2 separate regions of the Mus musculus genome follow, and region 1 is linked to region 2. A link is a contact called in public HiChIP or PLAC-seq data. All regions are on one chromosome and are shown on one strand. The core of a region is the stretch at or near the end of the contact, and the rest is flanking DNA. Distances in the headings are between cores, read along the strand shown.

Evidence for each region. HiChIP or PLAC-seq counts read pairs in DNA pulled down with a chosen protein or histone mark.
Region 1: a contact with region 2 is called in an H3K27ac HiChIP or PLAC-seq map of large pre-B cells, with 3 times the contacts expected there. The contact joins two enhancer-like sites. A contact is called at or near these places in 1 of 39 promoter capture datasets (pre-B cells), 2 of 15 datasets of contacts at CTCF or cohesin (large pre-B cells and pro-B cells), 7 of 484 Hi-C or Micro-C datasets (the C10 cell line, CD4 T cells, cerebellar granule neurons and 3 more) and 1 of 115 datasets of contacts at active chromatin or transcription factors (large pre-B cells).

What each region holds. Positions count from the first base shown.
Region 1 is chr11:45,528,811-45,533,574 of GRCm38.p6, reverse strand. No RefSeq gene overlaps it. Among named protein-coding and RNA genes, the nearest start is that of Gm22284, 110 kb to the left of the region's middle. Within about 2 kb of position 2,029, at least 6 of the 459 cell types and tissues checked have an H3K27ac peak or open chromatin away from gene starts, as enhancers often do.
Region 2 is chr11:45,440,900-45,445,611 of GRCm38.p6, reverse strand. No RefSeq gene overlaps it. Among named protein-coding and RNA genes, the nearest start is that of Gm22284, 200 kb to the left of the region's middle. Within about 2 kb of position 3,406, at least 13 of the 459 cell types and tissues checked have an H3K27ac peak or open chromatin away from gene starts, as enhancers often do.

The DNA of each region.
Region 1 (4,764 bases), core at 780-3,279, 89 kb before region 2:
GTTTGCTTCTTGCACACCTGTTCCTGAAGCTTTTCTTCAGAAGGATGTGGGCCAATGACTACTTAAGAAAGGGACTCAGAGACGGCCCATGTCACTTTATTGGCATGGTGATCTGAGCTGTTCCTTGTACTTTGGGAGTGCTCTGAAATAGTTGACACGTATCAAGGACTTTACTCTTTGTTCTTTGTACAGATGTCACCTGTACAGCTCAGGGATAGGACCTTATATTTTTCTTGGCACCTACTACATACCTAGATTTTAGATTCTAAAGGTCTTTTATCCAACTGCTCCTGTCTGCCACCGAACTTGCCATTAGTAATTCTGATCATAAATCTTCGTAAAATGTATAAAGCATATAGTATATTTATTCTTAAAATGTCTGCATGAGGTTTCAAACTTTCAATGGGTGGCCTGCTTAAGTGTCCTGGCGTGAGTGAAGCTGGAGTTTTGAAAGATTTATCACAGCTATTCTCATGCTCTGAGACCTCCACTTTCATTTTAGCATCTGGGCATCCAAGCACCCAATGTGTAAGTGTTAATAGCTGACCAGTGACTCCTTTGCAGTGACTCCTTTGCCATTGCCCAAGTGGGGAATCATCATTCTATTTCCATTGACTATAAACAGGCCACATTTGTCAGTACTTGCCGATGCTTTCCAACATAGTATCATTCGGTTTGTTCTTCAAATCATCTACTGACCACCCACCTATCCATCTACCCATCCACCCTTCTAACCATCCATTCATCCATTTATCCATCCAGCAACCTATCCATGTGTCTAACCACCTACCTACCCACCCACTCACCCACCTATCCATCCATCCATCCATCCATCCATCCATCCATCCATCCATCCATCCATCTATTCATACATTCACCTATCCACTCGGCTACCAGTTTATCTACCTATGTACCCACCTGTCCACCCTGCTCACCCACCCACCTATCTATCCATCCACCCATCCACTCTTCCATCTATCCATCCACCAATCTGTCCATTCACCTGTTCATACACGCCTACCCACTACCAGTTCAGCTACCTATCCACCCCACTCACCCAGTCACTTATCCACTACCCATCTAAAAAGCATCACAGACGGCATTCTTTAAAAATGTACAATGGACCAGTTATAGCCTCAGACTTAATACAAAACAAATTGGCAGATGACCCTAAAAAAAATAATAATAATAAATGCTCTTACAAGTGAGATACACCAAGTGTCTAATAGTGGTATTGGACAATCTTGAAATGCACATAAAGGAAAATGGGGCTGACTAAGAAAGCATTACTTTAGAGTGTGGGGACAGAGCTGTATCTTAAAGGATAACTGAAGTAGTACTGAGGCAAAGGAAAGGGGAAAATTGAGTAGAGGAGCCATGAAGAGGGAAGTAAGGAAAAGACGGACAGAAAATTGAAGTCCCAAAGTAGAGCAGCTAGGTGGAGTGAAGTATCTGAGAAGCAGGGAATGGGGAAGGTGGGAAGGCTGGTTGGTGCCAGACCCTGGAAAAGAGCACGGTTAAGTCAGTTAATCCAGTGTGGAGCAATGAGGCAGGGAGGGCTCCTGAGGCCCCATTCTCAGCCGAGGGGCAGATGGCTGGCTGCTGATACATTCAGGGGGAGGGAGAGTCAACTTTCTTTGGGGTTGTAGCCATGGGTAGGCTGCTCACACATATGGGCAGAACTAGTTAGAGAGAGAGAGAGAGAGAGAGAGAGAGAGAGGAAAAGACAGACAGACGGACCTAAAATTTCGAAGAAGTTGTGTTGAGGGAAGGCCAAGGGGAGTTGCAGGGAAGGAGTGGGAGGTAGATATATTGGATACATGTATGACATTTCCAAAGAGTATAAGAAATACAAACAGAAGAGCCTGGACTATAAAACTGGGGAACATAAAGCAGTAAGCTTCCCATCCTGGGACTGGAGACTTGAAGCCTCTCCCTGGCAGGGAGAGGCATCATGGAGGAAGTGCATCATGGTGTAGTATGTGGAGTGTTTGCCTTTTCTCTTAACCAAGTCACAGACCTTTCAGTGAGGCTTCAGTGGGTTCTGCTGTGTGTCTAATCAAGGAACCATGGACAGGCGCTAGTTATGATATCCCAGTTCTTTCAAAAAGGGAAGGAAACGTAGGCCTTTGCTTAGGGGACTGCATCTTAGTCGTGTCCGAACAGTAACTTCATGCGCAAAGCAAGTGAATTATCACCGTAATTAAAGTTTTCAACACACATCCCTGAAATTAGACATCTAGAAAAACAAAGCCAGTGTGCAGCTTGTTGAATTGGTAGATAGTAAATAACATTACAGTCACTCCACAAATGAAGAAGTGGAACAGCTGCCTGCACATGTAACTCTGTCTGTCCCAACTGTAACAAGTCCCCTTCTCTGAAAATAACTACTTTTTAATGACCCGCGTCTTACACTGGTCTATGGCTTTATCAGCTGTGGACATTACCTCATCCTCTAGTCTTGCTCGTGTATATGATTTTTAAATGTTATAGATCTTTTCAAGTCTATGGCTCCCCCTTCTTCATTGCCTTTAAAAACAATTACATGTATGTCATTACATGTATGAATGTACTTTATGTGTACAGACCTCAGAGGACAACTTCTAACTTTTCACCATGTATGTCCTTGGGATATATAACTACAGGTGCTCCGGCTTAGTGGCAGTGCGTCTACCCTTGAATCCTATCTCTGCCTGGGCTGGTTACATTTTTTGTTAACTTGATGCAGGCAAGGGTCACCTGGAAAGAGATTGAGAAATGCCTCCATAAGACTGTTCTGTAGACAAGTCCGTGAGGCATTTTCTTGATGGAAGAGGGTTCAGTCCACTGTGGGGTTGTACTATCCACATGTAGGTGGTCCTGGGTTCTCTAAAACCTAAATGGAGCAAGCCACTGGGAGCAAGTCAGTAGGCAGCATTCTCCCATGGCCTCTGATGAGCTCAACGGTGGGTACACAACAGAAACCAGTGACTATCCATCTCCTGGGCATCCATCAGTAACCAGTAGTTCAGCTCGGAGATGCAGGTCCCCATAACCCTATAAGTCCTTTCCCATTAATGATTGAGTATGGGGCTGGAGAGATGCCTCAGTGGTTAAGAGCACTGACTGCTCTTCCGGATGTTCTGATTTCAATTCCCAGCAACCACATAGTGGCTCACAACCATCTGTAATGGGATTTGATGCACTCTTTAGGTGTGTCCGAAGACAGCTACAATGTACTCATATAACATAATAAATAAATAAATAAATAAATAAATAAATAAATAAATCTTAAACAAAATGAGTATGGATGGGCTCAGTCTTGTACAGGTTCAATATAGACAGCTGCAGTGGATCTCATGACTGCACTATTGTGGCACTTTTAATCTTTATTTATTTATTTGTTTGCTTGCTTGGTTTTTCGAGACAGGGTTTCTCTGTATAGCCCTCGCTGTCCTGGAACTCACTCTGTAGACCAGGCTGGCCTCGAACTCAGAAATCCACCTGCCTCTGCCTCCCAAGTGCTGGGATTAAAGGTGTGCGCCAGCACCACCCGACTGTAGCACTTTTTATAAAGACGTTCTTTCATCTGCTGTGTCACCCATTCCCATGTAGTTCATATAGATAAGTAAGATACATTTTTATTTCCCTAGCTTCAAAATAGCAAACACACATTATTCAGGATGTAATGTGTCTGCTTATTGTTTGGTGCTGCTAGTGTGATCTCTTGGTATAGTTTCGTCTATCAGAAAGCTCACGTCTTAGGCCAGTGGAAACCTCAAGGTCCTTTCTTTCTTTTTTTTTTATTAGGTATTTTCTTCATTTACATTTCCAATGCTATCCCAAAAGTCCCCCATACCCACCCCCCCCCAATCCCCTACCCACCCACTCCCCCTTTTTGGCCCTGGCGTTCCCCTGTACTGGGGCATATAAAGTTTGCAAGTCCAATGGGCCTCTCTTTCCAGTGATGGCCGACTAGGCCATCTTTTGATACATATGCAGCTAGAGTCAAGAGCTCCAGGGTACTGGTTAGTTCATAATGTTGTTCCACCTATAGGGTTGCAGATCCCTTTAGCTCCTTGTGTACTTTCTCTAGCTCCTCCATTGGGGGCCGTGTGACCCATCCAATAGCTGACTGTGAGCATCCACTTCTGTGTTTGCTAGGCCCCGGCATAGTCTCACAAGAGAGGGTCCTTTCTAATGCATCTTAGTAGCCTTGGGGAGATTCTTCTAATTTCATGTCAGTGTGTTCAGAGCCCAGTGCAGACACGTTCTACTTCAGACCTGGTGCCAGGTATTTACACAAGAAACTCTGGGTTCACTCAAGAAGAAAGGCCCTTTGAAGACTAAATTTGATGGAAAGACATTCACTGCCATTGGTCTGACCTGTGTTTCCAGGTCATTAAAAAAAAAAAAAAACCCAGAATATGCAAGCATGCAGTGGGTTTGCACTGATATTGAGAGTCATGTAAACAGGGGGTTCTTGGTGCCTAGGGAAGAGTTATTACTTTGGAAGATTTGTTCTTTCATTGAGAACCTGTCCTTCCTGACAGGGAGATTATGGAGTGTTTCATACCAACATGGGTTTTCTCTACTGTGCAAACATATCAGAAAAATAATTCTAGGAAGCACCATAGACATGACTATTATTAAAAACTGGTTTATATTTCGCATATGCTGGTCATCTAATTTTTATAGCTGCAATGTACTTACCTTTAAAACAATACAGTAGTACTTTCAGACTAGACTCTTTCTTTTAGTCTTCAGCCATTGATTAAGTACCTC
Region 2 (4,712 bases), core at 2,157-4,656:
AATGAGTCTATAATGGCGGTGATTCACTTGCTGTTATCAGTTGAGGAGTATCTTGTATTTACAGTTTATTTAATTTACATTTGATTAATTTGTACTGAGTGCAAGCAGTTACTCGGTAATTATCTCTTTGTCTACAGCAGGATACATGCAAAATAATGTTTGGAAGATTGTGAAGTCAGAAGATGTTAGCATAGAAAGTGCCCCTGGAAATAATCTCTTACATCTCCTTCTTGTTCTGAAAGCACACCCGTTACTACTCCAGTCCTGCGGAGGTCTGCAGTTCTGTATCCCCCACACACTCAAACACAAAACATCACTTATCTCTCATTTCACAATTTAGGTTGCTGTAAACAGCAAGTTTTGTTTGTCTAGTTCTGCTAAATCCATCATCATTAGGCAACGCTGTTCTTTTAAACATACTTTTCAGGGAATCATACACAGAGATATTCCACAAACTTCTCCCAGATAACAACCGCTCTAGGGCTGGATGCATCTCAGTTGATAGAATGCATTCTGAGCATGTGTGATGTCCCAAGTTCGATTCCCTGGTGTTTCATAAATTGAGCGTGATGGACTGAGTTTGTAATCCCAGCTCTGAGGAAGTAGAAACATGGGTACAAGGAACGCAAGGTCATCCTTGGATATCCAGAAATTTTGTGGATAGTTTGAGGTACATGAGATTTCATCTGGGAGGGATGAGTGGAGGGCAGAAATACTCCTGGATTCTCTTTCATCATATATCCCTTTAATTTTTCAGAATGTATTGACTGCTTAGGAAGTTGTGTTTGGTGGCACATCAATACACATTGGCCACAGATATTATTAACCAGGGGTCAACAAACAGTAGCCTTTGGGCCAAATCAATTTTATTGCCTATATTTGTATAGTCTCTTGAGTTAAGGATGGCTTTAACAAATTTTAAGTGTTGGAAAGCATTCAGAGGAAGAACAGTTGATGAGATGCGAATATTGTATGAAATTCAAATTTTGGAATCCATGAATAGTTTTATTGGGACACAACTACACCATTCATTTACATACAGTCTTTGAGTGCTTTTACCCTGCACGGACACAGTGAGCTATGCAGTGGCGACAGTCTGGTCTGCCGTGCCTTAGATATTTATTATCTGGCCCCTTACAGAGAATGTTTGCTGATCCCTAGCCTGACGTAATTGTGGTAATCTCATTTCCCTTGTGAATGACTGGTTTGAGAATGAGCATAAAACCATAATCCTGGGAAATGGAGAATCAGAAGTCTGATGGGGCTTCTGGGAAAGGTTTCTAGGCTTCTGAAGAAAGCATAGCAGAGACAGACAGTTTCTTCACTCTTTGTTGTTGCTACTGCCGGGTGAGAGAGTTGGTGCTGTAGCGGCCCACTTGTGGCTAGAGTCTCTAGCTTAAAGATAAGAGCAGCTAAGGATGACAATGGAGAGGTGATGGGAACTGGTCTCTTCTTCACGTGGATGCTGAACCCGCAACTGAGCCCCAAGACCTACTCTGCCTTTGTGAATCAAGTTGTATTTGGCCATATATTTGCTTAATATTTAAGTAATTGGGGGGGGGGGCTAAAGTTTCTATTCTTTGGTGTTAAAGCCTCCTAAATAGGACCCTGTGATGCATGAGCCGTTACACCTGGTGTTGAGAGTACAGTAGAGGCATAAGAAGCTAAAATAGCATCCCCATTTTCTTCTCAGTCTATTTGGGAGTGTAATCTCTAAAACTGGTACAAGGAATGTTTGTCTGTCTTGGATAGTCAGGGTAGACTTTGCAGAGGTACTCATTTTTAATCTGAAAAACTGGAGAGCAATTTGGATTCGATGAGACCCAGTTCACAGGAGAACCAATCAACATTTCCAGGCAAAGAGAAGACTCTATAAAGGGGCAAAGGACAGTTGAAACAGGATGGTGTTTGCTGGAGTGGTTGCTGAAGAGAGGCTGCTGTTACCGATGCTGTTGAAGAGGGAGGGTTACTTGGATCGCTCCTCAGATGGACTTTTGTAACAATTGTGATTAGTAGCTGTGGAGAAAAAAAAAACTGTCTGAAAACCAGTGGTCGGGCTGGAGAGGTCCGCCAAAGGTTAAGAACACTTACTGCTCTTGCAGAGGACACAGGTTTAGTGTCCCTCACATGAGGTAGCTCACAATCACCTATAACTCAGGTTCCTGGGAATCTAATGTCCTCTTTTAGCCTCTGCAGCACGTGCACACATGTGGCATATAAAACTCTGTCTCCCTCTTTAAAACACGCACACATGCACTCACGCACTCGCGCGCATTCACACACACACACACACACACACACACACACACACACACACCTTTATAAAACAATGACAACACTAAGGAATTGGTGTTAGTAGTCAGTGTCATTCATTGACTTCTTGCTAGGTTAAGTTTGTATGTGTAGAATCTCACTCAATTTCATCATTGTTTAGTGAGAAGCTCATAAAGTGAGAACTTATTATTATTATTATTATTTTTTACCAAAGCTATATTTAACCAAGGCAGAATCGGGTATAAGGGCCCATCCAATTTCACATAGTAAGTATAGAAGGGGGGCACATCTTTGGGCATTTTAATTCCACACCAGTCTGCTGGGGGCATAGACAAACCCCCTAAGCCCTTTGGCATAGAATGTGCTGGACCTCATATATTGGGTATCTAGCAGCGTCTGTGACTCTTGCTCATCAAGTACAATGGCTTTCAGGAGCTACAACACAATTGCATTTCAGAGGGTCTTGTTTTCTATTTCTTAAAGAAGCTACACATATTAAAAGCAAATATGGTGATTTTATGCGTTAACTAAGTGTTGTAGTTTGAACTTAGCCATACCAATTGGGCACTTTTGGCAACACAGTTTGTACAATAAGCCAAGCACTTACAATTTATGTAATCATTTATAATTTAAAATACATGCCAACACAGATTTTACCTCATTGAGGGGTGGGGCCTTATGAGGCTCCCCCTCCACATGAGGAAATGTTGATGGGCCCAGTTGAAGGCTTTCTTTTAAGGCCGTGCATATGCAGCCTAATGTTCTGTGAGGGTATAATACATATTAACTATGTTAACTGCACCCCACATATACATGCCCTAAAATGCAAGGATGGATCCAGAGATGAATAAAGGAGAAAATATTCAGGGAAATTCCAGTTCCCCCCAGTTTATAAAAGGAAACATTTGAAGAACAAGGAGAAAAGGGAATACTTGCGACTTGCGATTCAGAGGTAAGGGCAAAGAACTGGATCCTATGAAAAGCAGAACAAAGACAGAGCTGTCAAATGTCAGCTTGTCAAAGGCAATTAAGAGTAGTTTCAAACAAGTGAGGCTGATAGGAAAGTGAGCAGAGGAGGGAGACTCTCTGGGGCCACAGGGGAAGAAAGTAACACGGGTAGGGGTAGGCTGGGAGGCGGTACCAAACCTAGCAAAATCTCCACGGCTGGTTCTAAACAGCATGGCCTGAGTTCTCAAACAGAGCAGGGACCAAGTGGGGGGAAGGACCAGACATTCTGGTCATTCATGTAGAACCTCAATGACACACCCAGATAGTCGGCATTCAAGTCTCGGCCACTGAACCACGCAGGGCAGTGAACTGGCTCTTAGATACGTTCTTTGCCTTGTCTGTTACATGGATCTCAGCAGAGCTCCTGATCCTTGCAGAACTGAAGGAACGATGGAGTGAAGTCATGCAAACCAATGTTTCACATTGCTCCACACACACAGCAAACTGTTCATCAGTAAATATCAGTGATGTTGACAGCACCACTGTCTGGACAAGAGATGCTAATCAGTCTTCCATTCTCTGTCTGGAGTCTTCCTCACTGGGTGGACCACAATGCTTGCTTAGGATGGGCCTTTGAAACTGCCTGTGAAATGAACGAATAGCTCTTTTCCCTAGAATTATCATTATCATTATTATTTTGGTTCAACCACTTTTGCAGTTGATTTGCACGTCCTCCTGCAAGGGAGTATACAGTGGTGAGAATTTTAATGCATGAGTGGTTTGGACAACAGCCCCAAATGTCTTATTTTTACTACATATTATTATAGCACTACATTCATGGTTAGGGGTCAGCTGCCATTTCCTGAGCTTTATAACATGCCTGTTTTAATTAACATCAAGCTAAATTTTGGCAAACAGGTGGTCAGCCCAGATGTGAATGTTATTTTTAAAAGTGCCTTATGGCTGTTAAATCTCTCCTTTTTTTTTTTTTAAAAAAAAAGCAAAACCTATATGAGTGTGGGCATGTGGTGGGGGAGGGGACAGCAGTGCAGTAAAATCTGAAATACTGATTATCTCAGGCTTTCCTTAGGCAAGCTTCAATGACGACAAGAGGCTTTCAAAATTATTAAAATATGTGTACATAGGCCATGGACTAATAAATTAAATGAAAGCCAGAATTACAATAAAAACGAGGTGGCCACACACTGGACAGATAAAAGAAAGTATATAGAGGGTTACACATGCTCTGTGTAGCTTAGAAAAATAAGTGGCAGAGTATGAGTGTCAGGCCACAGGAATGCACTGCATGCAGGTTTCTACTCTTAGAGATATGACAATTTGTTTGCATGTGTGTGAACAGTGGTCACACAAAACCCTTCACCCCCTTTCTTACACATGTACATATTTATAAACCCAATCATTATAATATAGGTTTAGATAAAATTAATCTCTTGGGGTCCTATTTTCTTCAAATTCAAGTGTGGGCATGT